Regions from separate parts of the Gossypium hirsutum genome. Here region 2 is linked to region 1. The links are chromatin contacts, called in public Hi-C maps. All regions are on one chromosome and are shown on one strand. The core of a region is the stretch at or near the end of the contact, and the rest is flanking DNA. Distances in the headings are between cores, read along the strand shown. Region 1 holds the start of LOC107901062 (tubulin--tyrosine ligase-like protein 12). Region 2 holds the start of LOC107901056 (copper transporter 5).

The links. Hi-C and Micro-C count contacts between places; a contact is called where the count stands out from the background.
Region 2: a contact with region 1 is called in a Hi-C map of leaf, with 2.0 times the contacts expected there. The contact joins the promoter of LOC107901056 here to the promoter of LOC107901062 in region 1. A contact is called at or near these places in 4 of 34 Hi-C or Micro-C datasets (all in leaf).

What each region holds. Positions count from the first base shown.
Region 1 is chrD06:14,628,819-14,636,465 of Gossypium_hirsutum_v2.1, reverse strand. It overlaps LOC107901062 (tubulin--tyrosine ligase-like protein 12), which reads right to left and starts at 3,277. Exons shown (of 15, transcript XM_041095794.1): 1 at 2,886-3,277; 2 at 2,555-2,797; 3 at 2,351-2,475; 4 at 2,046-2,262; 5 at 1,830-1,955; 6 at 1,461-1,717; 7 at 1,065-1,172; 8 at 736-877; 9 at 471-636; 10 at 147-304. The coding sequence starts at 3,176.
Region 2 is chrD06:14,782,498-14,790,144 of Gossypium_hirsutum_v2.1, reverse strand. It overlaps LOC107901056 (copper transporter 5), which reads left to right and starts at 3,638. Exons shown (of 1, transcript XM_016826898.2): 1 at 3,638-4,671. The coding sequence starts at 4,011. The coding sequence ends at 4,433. It overlaps LOC107901055 (protein LURP-one-related 6), which reads right to left and starts at 7,449. Exons shown (of 3, transcript XM_016826897.2): 1 at 6,906-7,449; 2 at 5,397-5,642; 3 at 5,009-5,326. The coding sequence starts at 7,139. The coding sequence ends at 5,183.

The DNA.
Region 1 (7,647 bases), core at 2,028-4,527:
AGTTTTAGTGTATCAAAAGAAATACGATTGTCGTGGGAAAATATAAGTATGCAGTTTAGTATCATAATTAATAAAAAAAGAATTGATTCTTGAAAACAGGGTCCTGTTGCGACCATTCAAATGTGAAATAAGTTAACAATTTCAACCTTTTGTATGGTATCTGCCAAATGATGTTTCATCACGAGACAAGCCTCAAAAGGAAATTGGTTTATGTATTGTTGATCTGTTATTCCCACAGCTTTTTTCACCTCTTCATCTATCTGCAAACTTGTCCATATGATATCTGCATCCTTTGGCTCATTTGCTGCAAGCATAACGAGAATTCATAATCTCACATCAGAAAGAGTATTAAATCCAACAAATAAAACAAAGGTATATTCAACACAAAACAGATTTATGATTTGCTGCATAAAAATGAACATTTGCAAAATTAGCCCTGCACGGACGGTAGCACGGATGGTAGCACATACTGATAACAAATTCTGGCCGTGTCAAAAATTCTTCAATTTGAGGTATGTCGGTGTAAACACGTAATGCACTCCCATCACTGCGATGTACAACAGTAGTTGCAGAAGATTTTACAGACAGAGAAGGTAAACATTTTGATTGCAATTTCTTTAAATGCTTCTCATATTCCTGCATGAAGTGATGTGAATTATTAAGAAACCAAGAAGCAGAGTAGCAGACCACAGTTTAAATGGAAACAGACATAAATCCAACAATGGGATAAAATACTTGAATAAAATATTTCTGTGGTGTGTAGAACCAAGCTGTAAGTCTGGCTGAACGCTGCTTGTCCTCCCCAATGCCAAATAGATAATCACGAGTGCACTCATCGCCTCTCTTAACATTCTGAGTTGGCCATAATATTGAAAAGCTGAGAAAGAAAGTTAACATGTGTCATGACTCTGCATGAATGGACCTCAAAATACCTTTATTGCAAGAGCAGAAAAATTATACTACACAAATGGATGAATCAATATGCAGTAACATGCAGCTCCGAATTTGTAAAACTTTGTATAACACTATATAACTACAAAACTGCTGAACAGAGTAATAAAGACCTCACAGCTGATGCCAGTTTCCCCTCTGGCATGAAGAGAAAAGGAGCCACCCTGAAATTTGGTTCATCACTATGCCGTAAAGCTGAACCCAGTTCATCCATAACATACCTGTGAAGGAAAATAAAACTTAAATATTTTGATGATAATCAAATATAATTAATTTATAAAGCATCTTCGAAACGATGATCCCCTCGCATGAATACGTCATTATCATTTCATCCAGTGAAAGTAAGTAAGCCAAAAATCCATAATGACACCCCCAAATTTCCAGTTGTAAGCAAACCCTTGTGGTTTTTAATGTTTAAACCTTGCCTGGATACTGATCCTTGCTTCCAAGAAATTCAACAAATGATCAAACATGGTCTAAGATACAAAAGATCAATGTAAGAGACATACCATACAGGATTTTCATCAAGCTTTTCCTCATCTGCGAGTCTATAATTCATTAAATATAACCACATTGCATTAAGAACACGATCAGCAAGAGGTTCTTCAGCAGTCCATTCAGGCAGACGTAGCTGAAGCATTGAATCAACAATATGATTTTCAGATTCTAAGATTTTGGATGCATCAACACCATTCAATGAGGAAAGAGTGGGAAGGGATTCAAGAATTTCCACAGCACTATCTCCGAGTGGGCCAGGTATATCCACCTGCAAGATCAATTATTTTAAGATGAAATACGACCTTCCAATTGTCTCAAACCTATTGTAGCACCATGTGTTCTCATTAGAATACAAAAGCAATGTTTTCCAACAAACATACCTCCAAAGATTGTAAGCAATAAAAGGCCTTCAAGAGTCCAAACAAATCACTGACTGAATTTTCTTCAATCGGATTGCCTCGAATGTTCAAATATGAAAGATTTGGCATCTCAAAAGGCGAGAACGCCTGAAAAAGAGAAAGCAGAATCATCTTGCATCTTCTTTCCATGTTATGATTAATTTTGTAAACGGAAGGAAAACGCAATGCATGTTAGACCTTATTGATCAGATTATGGATGCCTCTATTCGAATGGTCAAGTGAGGTCACACTTTGCAAAGGAAGGTTTCCCTGATGACTACTTGCAGGATTATCCTTCCCATACACATCAGCACAAAATCCCAATGCCCACTCACCAAAATTATGGGTAAATCTAGAGTTATAGATTTCGAGTTTGGGACATCCTTGAAGAATTGCATCTTCCATGCCACAGTCACTATAAACAAAAACAGATACTCATTTAATAGAAACCCAACAACAGTAACTTTAAATACTTTCTTCTTCAAGAATGAACAAGACAAAACCTTTTTTCAAGAACTGGATTATTGTTCAACCAAAGAGCCTTTAAGTTCTTAAATTTAGTAACTTCCTCAACAAGTTTCTCCTGGTTTTCCAGCTTGTTCCCGCACAAGCTAAGTGCCAATAAATCCTGCGACCAAAACAGATCAATTCATAAGTTAAAGTGACCTGGAATAAGGTAAAGTATGATAGAATGATGATTGACTAACCGGAAATTTAGTGGACAAGTTGAGAGAAAGGAAGGTGGCGTCGTCAAGTCCAAGCTCCTCGAGCTCCAACCATCTCACAAATCCATCTCCCGTCTCTTTCGCGTTTCGAATTTCGCTCTCCAAAACTTCCTCGGCGGTCATTTTCCCGCCACTTTCAGCGGCCTGTTCTGAACCGCCGTCGTCTTCGACGTCCACGCACATTAGAGCAGCCATCCGCTGCACCAACCCCGGAACCTCCTGCAACTGCAATCAATCACAGAACATATCAGTTTTCACTAAAAAAGAACTTCAAATGAATTCTGATTATTTAAAAAAGAAAAAAAAATCGAACCTGTTTGTAGTCGTCCGGGAGGCGAAATGTCCAGGCATGGTCGATGAGGAAAACATTGGAGTCTTTAGCCATGGTTTCGGAGGTTAACAATAACCGTCTCTGACGGCCTTCCTCGCAGGGTTCAATCTCGAAGTGAGCTCCGCCATCAAATGTTTCCGATGCTAGCTTCTGGAAGAGTTTAAAATGAAGTGATTGGGGCAGCCCCGATGCTGCTAAAAGCAGATCATGGACTTTCACGAAGTCCTCGTAAGTTTCGATTCTACTGCCATTACTTGCATTTGTGGCCGACATTAGTGTTGGATGACAGCAACTATGGTGGAGAGCGAGGATTTAGCCTTTAAGATGAAGGGTTTTTGCAGTTGAACCGAGGTACTCCGAGGTTTTAAAGGTCGACGATAGACCAAAACAATGGCCTGGTAATCTTTCTGTATGCAAGAGTGTCAAGAAGCCCAACTAAACTTAACATTGGGCCAAACTAATTTAGTCCATGTACTATGATTTAGATATTTTTATTTTCTATTCTTTTCAAATTTTGAAATTTCAATCTTGACCCAAACGGTATCAATTTATTAGGTTAAATTATTTCTAAAATATTATATGGCAAACATATGATATTATCATATTGGTAATGTTATGTCAACTTGTTATTTCCGCCTAATACTTAAAAACAACACAATTTAACAATTATCGTTTAGGTCAAAACTAAAATTTCAAAAGTCAAAATCTGCATGAACTAAAATTGAAATGCAACTATTAATCTATAACTTACACATAAGACAAAGACTCATAATAGAATTTGACCTAATTAATATATACATCTTTATATAACATGAATGCTATATGGTTTCTTTTGTTGACACCTTCGTTCTCTCTCTCACACACATTATATGAAAGTGATCAAATTTTAGTTTTAGTTAATGTTTTTTAAATCGTGTTGGTGGTTGAATTGGTCAGGCTACCGGTTCGTTGGTCTAATTAAAAAAATATTTAAAATATAAAAAAAATAATTCAAAATTCTTGGTTTAATCGGTTTTTAACTAGTTCAATCGCCAATTCAATTGGTTTTTTAGCCAGATCAACCAGTTCACACCGGTTCCCAACCTAACTTATTCAAATCCACTTTTCGAAGTGATCTCTGGTCGATTCTTAATTCGGTCCAGTTCAAATAACATTAGTTTTAGTATCTTAACCATGCCTAAATTTGAGATTTAACATTTATCCTTTAATTTCTAACATAATTTGGTTCTTATATTTTTTACAATATTATTTTTACGATACATGCATGGATGGAGTAAAATTTATTAAATTCCATTCACAGAAGCTGCCAATTTTCAAGTTTGAGAAATCAGCAAACTTGCAATGACTTTTTGGATAGGATCTAGAAATTTTGGAGTTGATATGTCTCATGGTGTTCGAAGATCTATATCTTAGCTTCGAAACGCACTTTGAATCACTCAATTTCGAGTTCGAGAGCTCAAGTTATGACTATTTTAATAAAGACTGCGTGAGCAGAATTTTTGAACGTGATTATGATGAGAATTACGAGTTTCAGGCTTTTAATTTGAGTTTAAATCATATTGGATTCGGGTTTGGGGCTTAATTTTTATTATATATGAGCCCAATATTGTATTAAATAGTTTAAGTTATTTAGGAGTTTTATATCAACAAGAAAATTTAACTTTTTGTTTAGATTAATTAGAGTTCTAGTATACTTAAGAGTTTTATTTAGATTTATTTAGCTAACACAAAGGAAACAATTTATTATTATTCAAATTCTCTTTTGTGTTAATAAATTCTTCTTGAGTTTTTCTTTCAAGAATTTCTCTTGAGTTTTCTTTTAGAAGAATTTTTAACAATCTTTTGAAATTGTGGGATCATTTTCAAACTTTTTCTTGCTAAGGTTTCTATTTTGGAGGTGAAATTAGAGCCACTTGAAGGGAGTTATGAATTCTTCATGTTTCAAAGGCTTCTTAGGACTTTTACATATCACGTTCTATCTTTTCTATATATCTTTTTTATTTTCTTCTTTATTATTCTAGTCTTTGATTTATTATTTTATTTATCTTAGTTATTTATTTTAATTGTTTAATCTAACTTGGATTCAATTGTGTTTCAAGAGGTGTCAAAATTCAAGTTTCTTTTCAAACGTCTAGAGCCCTAAGTCAAATCTGTGATTTAGACAAATTTTATGATCCTCTTCTGCATTCATCCGCCTTATTTTGTATCACTATCGTAGAGAAAATTTTCATTTTAGTCACTCACATGTTAAATCCTTAACTGACTCTACACACCATATTAGCATTTTTGACCCTTTTTTTAATCCTCACTACTGTTTATCACTTTATTTCCCTCCATGCCACCCCCTGCTTCCACCATTCTTCTTCTTCCTTTGGTCCCTGTTTCTAGCCACCGCGCCATTCTGCTTCCATCAATTTTTCTCCATAAAAATCTGATTGAAATGCTCTGCTACTACAGAAATCCATTGTAGCATTTCAATCAAGCCTGTAAACCATAAATAATACTTTTACTTGGACCACTTTGCTCATGAGAAGGGAGATACGAACTGCCTTTAGAAATCTGGCTAAAAAGTTGGGTTCCGACGTAATTGTTTTATCAAGCTCTTTATTTGAGGTAAAGACCTGCTTTTCCAAGGAAAAAATGAAATCGATATAATTAGGAAAACATTAACATGATCCTTGACTTGAGAAGCATAATTTTTTGTGATACTAGAAGGTTAACAATACCTACCTCATCAGAATACAAGGAATCTTTACTCTGAAGGTGATTGTCAGTATCATGGATGGATGCATGAGTCATTGAAATTGCACAAGCAAGCTCATCAGCTTCGAAGCCCCATGCTAGATGAAGCATGTATTAAAAAAACCCTAGGAGGTCAAGAAGAACCACATCGTTAGACCAACTGAGTGTGTACATAGGAATCTTGAGAAGTTGTTGGTTGTCCTGGCGAATCCATGGTGGTAGGTCTCACTTCTGAATGCAGGGAAGGCTCATGGTCGAATCCATACTGACCATAAAAAGAAAGACCAAACAAAACAAACAAATGGATGTAAATAAAAGTAGTTGAGGAAGCAAACACATGCACCTTAAATAATACGAATGGAGGATAATGGCATACATGTTCACTTCCAATTCGAAAAGCTATGCAAGGTGATTGAAATTACTCATCTACTCTGGGTCAAGCAATAATGAAGGACTAAGTCTTCCAATAGCAGAAGCAATTCCACCTGTTTGAAATCCACTAAACATTAAAAACAACATAAACAAAGAAATATACCTAAAATTCTTCATTTATAAAATCAATTATGTCGAAACCTTTTTTTTGGAAAAAAAAAACAAAAATTAGTTGTCGACTCAAAAAAATGAAAAATTGGGAGTCGCCACCAATCTTTTATTAAGGTGTGATTGGATCACCTAAAAATGACTTTGGTCTACGAATTTTAGAAAACGGGTCCGGAGGTCGGTTACGTATGATGAAGGATTAGCACCCTCATAACGCCCAAAAAATTGGTACCTAGTTAATTAATTAATGTCTTAATGTCGAAAATTTGAAAAAAATATAATCCTTAGCAAAAACTTAAAAACGTTACGTATTAAAACCCTTATCATTTCAGAAAAAGAAAATACCACACCCAATGCGTTAGGGCACGAAATTCTAATTTCCTCGAAAATGAATTAGGCCAAAATACTCGTACAATGAAAACTTAAAAGAATATCCATTTATTCAAGATTTAAGAAATTGCGGCCCAATACATTAGGGCACAATTCCTCCAAAATCCTAAACTCGGAATATTTCCTTTATTATTTTTTAGAAAAAATCTTCATTTCGAATAATCAATGCGTCACATCCAATACGTTAGGACACAACGTGTTGAATTCCCAATAATGAGTTCTTATTTTTTTTATTAAAGAGGAATGCTCGATTGTTAGATTTAACGAAGAAAATCGGAACCCAATACGTTAGGGCTCAATTTCCTTAAAAACCCTAAATACGAGCATTCTCTCAATTTTGAAAAGTTTGAAATCGAGTAAAAATGATGTGATGCTACATTAAATATACAATACAATAATAAATATTACAGCGTCATAGAAATAATATAAATAAAATGAATATACATAATAAAAATAATCACATACAAAATATCAAATAAAAAATATGCCAACATCAATTAATAAGCAAATAATTGAAATAAACAAAGAAGATGCATACATGTACACATAAAAATATATAGGTTTGAAATGATATCAAAATTGATGAAATAAATAAAACAAGTATATGTATAAATATGCGAAAAAATATTAGTTTTTTAAGGCATAAATATGTACATAAAAATAAGTATACATATATATATAATAAATATAATTACATATGAAAATTAAAAAAATACAATTATATTATCAATTTTAATTGGTTTTAAGAAAAATATAAAAAAGGATTAAATTGGACAGCAAGTAAAAAAACTGGGGTAAATCCGCAAATAAATCAAGTCTGGAGGACTAAATTGAACGCGCGAATTACACAGAGGGGCTGGAAGGGAAATTTTCCCTTCTCCTCAAAACGACGCCGTTCACATTTGGATGAAATTGAAAACAATGATAAGTGAAAGGGTAAATTAAGAAAATAAAAAAAACTTAATTGTAAAAACATTAAAAGACGGAGGGGCTAAAAGCGCAATTTACCCCTCCGCTCAAAAACACGCGAATCCTAGGCCGGGTCGGGTCGGATTCGGGTCGACCTCCCCAA
Region 2 (7,647 bases), core at 2,389-4,888, 150 kb before region 1:
TACCGGTTCGGTCCAGTCGAGCCATTGGCTTGACCGTTAGCTCAGTTTCACATACCAGGCTCAGCTCGACCAGTTTTTGGGTCTCAATCACAATTTTGGGTTCTCGGGCCAAATTTTTGATCTCAGGTCCAATTTTCAAGTTCAATTACCCATTGGGCCAATTGTCTGACTTGAAAATTAATTTCCAAAAATATCATATTAATTTTAATTAATTTGATTAATTTAATTTTACTTGATCAAAATTAATTTCCCAAAAAATCACTTAGATTTTCCAAATTAATTTTTTAAGAAAATTTTTTAATCAAATTCTAGTAGAACAATTCTCACGACCACCTAATTTAATTCCACATCGAATAAAGTGAATTAATTAAATTATTTTCAAAGTCGTAGAATTTTCTTCTGATTCAAATGCAATCTGTCGAGCTTTTGTTGAGCTAACAGAGGGCCCAATTAGACATATATAATTAGACTAGAGTAATTGCAATTATGTCTAGAAGCATCATTCTGATAATTCAATATTACTTAATCATGGAGTCAATCCACAAGAAGTACCATGATTGAAAACTATCTATTGTATACTCTTTATGAAAGCAATTCATCCAACTACTTTATCTAATGACCTCATCATGTGTGTGTTGACCTCATATGATATCATTGATTCCTTTAAGTTAAATTCATTCACTCAATACAATCCTATTTTATCTCATTGTCACTATTGTGTCTTCTTAATGATTAATATGATCACTGTCAACAAATGACTATGATAAATTGTTTGTTCGAGAATAAGCAACCCGTGACTACATTCCATATTTATCAATCCACACAATACCAATAAAAGGGTATCGTTAAATCTTTAATCGAGCTATGAATTCCATTGTTGCTAATAAAGTCATTCCATACACAAGTCATGTACTCAACATACCGACTATGGGCTTGATCATCTTTAGAGCATAAGCATCTAATCATATCAAAGAACATGAGTTACATACGCATGGTCAGTGACTAAATCAGAATTTAGGTATATCACACCATGAACGTCACAAGTGAATTAATTCACAAACAGATTCAGAATTAATTCATCTTAGGTCCAATCCAATGTATCATTCTTTCAATGAATACATTTATGTCTCTACCCATGGAGTCAACTGCTCCGATAGCCAAGACTAGTCATCTCCCCAATTGTAATTGTAAACGACATAATAATCCTTCTAAGTATTTGAATCAAATTCTCACTTTGATTTTTTTACGGGATTATGGACTCGTTAAGATTATCTACTGAAGTAAGTTGTCTTTCTTGCAATGTAAACGTTCTTACAGTGCCACTTATCATCAGTTTGAACTTAGACAATTAATGAGCTAGTATTTGCTTGTCACAATTTCACTATGCATGTAAAACATGAACGACAAAAACAAAAAAGACATAATAGTGAAATGTGAAATTAACTTTATTTATTCATCGTTCAAATACATAGAAAACAATTACATGTTTACTACAATATGGACACATTTCCCAATAATCACTTGTCTCGAGACAAGTAAACATCGAACCTAAGATAATTTTGCTTTGTTTTAGGTATCGAGATAAGAACCCATTTATCTTGATGCATCGAAGTTAGAGTCTAAAGTAAGGGAACTATGCCTCGAGACAGGTCCCGAGACATAAGTGATCAAGTCTCAAGATATAAACTTAAATGTCTTGAGATATTCCAACACCGAAACAAGAATAAAAATCAATAGGTCTTAAGACATGAATGCCCTATCTTGAGACACTGTTGAAATTTCAGTTTGAAATCAAGTCTTGACTCCGTTTTGTATCTCGAACAATTCTAAGACTTCTTAAATAAAGTTGGTAGACATCTATAATATGCTTATGTGAAAGATTATGAATGTCGATTGATTTGAATTGTATGATAATTACATGTTAAACTTTGTGATATTGGATCGAGGTAGTCAAATTTGCTTCGGTAATGTAATGTGACGTCTCATATTCGAATTTGACGACCGAGTCTGGTGTGGGGTGTCACACATCATCTTGTGTTTTAAGAGATGTTCCACGAAAGATGTTTCTCATGGTACCACTTGACCAAAGTAAAAGAAGTTGAAGTAACCCCGGAATATGATAGGGTTCTTGGGTTATCTTCACTTTTTGGGATGTTTCGGAGAGCTTGGTTCGATGGATCAAATATGGAGGTAGTTTAAAGGTTTTCCTCTTAACCTCTTCTTGTAATATTGAGTGCTTCTCTTTTCTTCCCAAAACATAGTGAACTTTTGTTCACTACTTATTAGCATCAGCAACAAAATCCTTTCATAATAATAATAACATAATAATAAACCATTAATGCCTTTGTTACTAAAAAATATGAGTTATTATTCTCGTTAATTGATCGCTTTGTAAGTCTTATTCTTGAAACAATATAAATAGGAGCCTTTCACAACTAGTAAAAGGACTTTTGACACTTTGGCATTCTAACTCTCAAAGCTCTCTCTAAAATTCTCTCAAATTATTTTCTTTGTTTAGCCTTACCGTTAGCCACATGTCCCTTTCTCCACTTTACCAACCATTACTTATCGATGCGCTTAGCGTTATTGGATTTGCTTTAGTCATCCTCTCTGCCTTCTTCCGATACATCTCATTCACTTGTTTGCAATGTCTCTTCTCTCCATCAAATAACCCTCTACATTATACAAAACCTATATGGGTTTAGAATGATAAGGAAATACTGAAAGATCAATCTTTCTTTTATTGTTATAAGTTTCTTTCATTCCTAGAGTGATTGTTCCAAGACCATTGACAAATGACAATTCCTAGAATAGGAGAAAAGGTCAAATGGGCATGTTGTGGCTAGTGCTACATTTACACTGATTGTTCTAGCTTTTTATGGAAGATTCAAGATGATGCAAGTCATTGGAGTAACGAACTTTTATACTTTATTGATGTTACATTTGGTGGTATGTTAGGAGTTCCTGCATCGATACATACTGCATGTGACCAACCATCTCTTTGACTTTAGCTTCCTTGGGTTTTTTGAGAAAACTTTTACGAAATTGTCTGGCTTTATATTGTTGCAAATAAACTTGTTTCTTTGTTGGTGGCATTAGGTGTGATATTTAGGATTAACCCATCAATCCTGGTTAGGACAATGTTCGCATAGGGCAACTCATTGGGTGATTTGATGTTAAATGCTTCACTTGTGTGAAAATTACAATGGTAAGATGTTGGGGAGGATCTAATTCAATACCCTTGCTAGTTTGGGTATCTCATTAGTGTTTGGTGTGCGATATAACTAACCTTCTTTGTACATAATTCCTAGAGATAGTAACTTGTTTTGTACAATGGGATTTCTAGATTTTGGCCTCTCATTGTGTTGCCTGCAAAAACCCAAGGATATGTGCCCAATCAAGACACTAGGGATCACAACTTGACATTTTTCATTGTTGGGGTGAGCACATCCGGTGGTGTTTTACCTATAGGTTTAGGTTGACAAATTCATGGCTGGGAAAGTATCTTCCTTGACTTTTAATGCTAAACCTAACAACAAAGTTCAGTCAGTAGGGGATAACTTTTGCTTCGCCTTTTGTACTTGTATAGCGTGGCATTGGGTTTAAATAGTTACGTCAGTTGCACTCTCATTATTCCGAATGCTATGCATATCTTTAGATGTTGGATTCCAATTTTAATCTAACTATAAATTTCAATCAACTGTCTCTTGCTTTTGTTAGATGAGAATTGACTCGGTCTAGAGTAGGGCTGGGCCACTTGCAGCTCCATTCTTTTCAACAGTTATTCCATTTCCCCAAGGCCAAGCACATCCTATTAAGGGCATAATCGTAAGTCCATACTCCAAATCCCAGAACTGGATTGGTTCCCAAAATTGGGATTTCCTGATAAAACCAAAGCAATCTGTCAAATTCTTTTTTAAGATTTTCTGTCTTAACACGACAATCAACAAAACTGCTTTCCATTTTGCCCTTTTTGTCTGTGTGTTTGAGGGTTCAGTCAATCGAAGAAGATGATGCACATGACCTTGTACTGGGGAAAGGACGTGACTCTGCTCATCGATTCCTGGAAGACTGATTCATGGCTGAGTTACCTCCTCACTTTGCTTGCTTGTTTTCTCTTCTCTTCCTTTTACCAGTACATGGAAGATCGACGCCTCCGTTTCAGATCCCTTGCTTCCTCCAACCCATCCCCGCCTTCCTCCGCCGGCGCTTCTGTTCCTCTCCTCCCCAAATACCGCCGCTCCGCTAAATTCGCGACGGCCTTGCTCTTCGGGATCAATTCGGCTATCGGTTATCTCCTGATGTTGGCCATCATGTCTTTCAACGGAGGCATTTTCTTGGCTATTGTTTTGGGACTGGCTGTTGGGTACCTGATTTTCAGGTCCGCCGATGACGAGACCGTGGTGGTGGAGAACGTTTGCGCCTGCGCTTAACGCTTCCCCCGCTTTTTTGTCCCACAAAGCTAGCATAGTATTTTTCTGTAATTTGTGTTCTCTACCAGTATTCCCTGTTCTTGAATCGTATAGTAATTGTGTTTTGCCTTGTTATAAATCAATTATCCTTGTTGTAAATTTCGCCGATCTGATTACCTTGTTCATGAACTCCATTGATTTTGTTGAGGAGGGTTTTCTTGTTAGAGAAAAAAAGGAAGTTTGCGTTTGATTGATGGAAGGAATCAAGCGTATTCATTTGCTAGTTGCTTGCCGTGAGAATTTCATAAACATTTGTCTTATGTTCTAAAAGGAAGCTTCTTTTTCCATCAGAAAGTTTAGCTTTCACTCCTTGACATTTTCAAATTTTGATTAAATTTGGAATGTAAAGAGAGATAGAATTGTTCCCGTTCAAAGATGAAGCCATTTACCATCCAATTCTTCATTTCTATTACTTCATTTGACTGTTTGTCAAGTTAGTTGGGCAGAGGCGAATAGCATAGGATTCTTCCTTAAATTTATTGTTGCTGCATTCCTAGGCTATACTAATATAAGCGGAGAAAAACAAACAGAAAAGATAGCCACAAATCTTTAATATTATTCTAAGTTATTATTTTATATACATGCTAAGGATTACAGATCCTAAAATAAAGAGGAATTTGCAGCTTAATTCATTCCAAATCTAGTCATCCAAATGGAACCCAAACCAACAAATTTAACTTCTACTTTGGGGGTTTACAGAAATCCCTCAATCAGCACCTGGTAGATTCACCGTAAATGTAATCAAGAACAGCAATGACTCCAAAAACAAAAGCTTGATCAACCCCAGGTTTTACCACTACTTGATAAACATCTTTACTTGCCATCAACTCCTCTACTTCCTTCTTTACTCCAACCTGTACGTAAACTTATGATTTAGAACAAAACTAAACTTGATACCATGTTATATTAAATGAAGTATACTACCTGAGCGACAAGGTTGCCTGTGGAATCAATGATGCTGCATTTTCTGTCAGGGAAATAACCATTGATCTCATACTCACACTGCTTGCTGCTGCTTTTTGGTTCAGTGGAGATTCTGATGGCATTGTTATTGGATAGGCATGGACGGGCTGGCTCCTTTAAAGTGAAAACCAACTTTTGTGATCCTTCGTAGTCGAAACTGTAGCCTTTCCATTTTTTATGTATGCTTAGTGCCTCAACCATCCCTCCCTGGAATATAGGAATCAACAACCATTAGGCTTTAGCTTAGCCCATAGCAATACAATTTGTGCTTATCTGCCTGCCTGCCTGCCTATGCTTGTGCGTATATATCCCATGTCTACTCGGTTATTAAAAATCACTATGCATCATAGTGCTAAAAAATTTGAAACCAAAAGTTTAATTCTGTCCCCAGTCTCTATACTTTTCAAGCTTATTCCCCGTTTTTAATTCTAGGAATTCAATGCCTCTATTTATTTTAAGTTAAAAGTCAAATTTCTATTGATAACACTATTAATTAACTTCTTTTTAAATCAATTTCATTTTAATTTTTAAATTAAACATTTTTTTTAATATTATAATGTTACGTATTCAAATTTAACGAAAACCAACAATGTTATCAGTTGGACTTTGATTTTTAAATTACACAAGTAAAAGGAACTGATTCTTCAAATTGAAACTAGAGGGATTAGCCAACAACCTAAATGAAGCTCTATGTTGGCACTTTCAACTCTGGTAATAAAATTCCTTCCCGCAAGTTATAATGTATCAAAACGAAAGAAGAATACAGGGACTTGGGCACAATTAGCCCAGAAAGAATCATCACCTGAGGGACTTAATGAGAGACAAAATATGATTTTAGTTTGTTAATATAATGGAGATGCAAACCGCACACCCCTAAAAAAGAAAATTTTCTATTTAAGTCTTTTAAATTTTTAAAATTTTAAATTAGTAAAGGTAAAATTTTACCCTGTCCCTCTAAAAATATAAAAATTTAATTTAATTCTTTAACAATATAAATATATAAATTATTAAAATGATAGAACTTATATTTTTACTATCACAAAAATTATAAGCCCCTAAACAAGTTTTCTGAATTCGGCCCTCGCGGTACATATAGTTTTAATACATGGATAAATCTCATCCCACCAGCTTCTCTATTGTACAAAGTTACTTGAACCAATTTGCCATCCCTATTGGAGACTACTTTAGGACACAGTTATAATCATGATGACCAGTTTTCTATTCCATGTTATCCTGCTTTATCCACTTGCATATCATGTTCCTTTTTATCTTTCCATCTAACATGCAAATGCAAGTTGTTTTCATCCAAAACACTCGAGGAAATTCAAGGCTCATTCATTTAAACTGATTCATTCATATGCATGCACACACACTATAGATCATGCCTTGAAGAATTTATCATAATTTGATGGTATACAAAGGAACTTCAAATCCCTGTTTTAAAGTTATCGAAAAATATACAATATTTACCTTTCGACGTATGAGAAGCAAAGCATCCCCATTTCCATCTCTCAAGACCAGCTCCCCTTTAGTACCCAGAACCCCACAACCGTCGACCCTGAAAACAACCATCTGGCTACAATCCGTCACCACGAAACCGCCTCCGTTCACCACATGCGGCCTCCTCCTAACCGCAAGCACCACCTGAGATGAAGAACAATACAGCTTACTGATAACCGGCATTGTATTGGCTTTCCCGGCCATGGATTTCTCTCTTTCTATCTCTCAAGGATTAGGCTAAGTTGATGTTACTCAAGTCTGAGACAATCCGTGCTTATATACATGTAAAAATGGTTTTTTTTCTCTATTTTGAAAGATTAGGCAAAGTTGTTTGACTATTGCTATACGTATAATATATACATGGATGTAAGAATACGTATTGGCAAACATTGTGGAGCACGTTTTGTTATATATATTTATATTGTTCTTTTTTCTACATGAAGGAATCGTTTTGCATGTAATTTGAGTTAAGAGTGAAGAATTTCAAAAAGGGTTTTTTGAAAAATTTGGCAGGTGGTTGGCCAGAAAGGGAATCTCTTGAATGCTAAAATCTGTTAACAAGTCTTCAATTATTGATGAAGAGGAGCTTTATGGGACCATTATTTCTGTCAACTAATTTAAAGGTCTCCTTTTTGAAGATGGTTTAGAATAACGTTTGGCTCACTATAAAATTGCATATGCATGAGAATAAATTTTAGACCATAAAAAATGG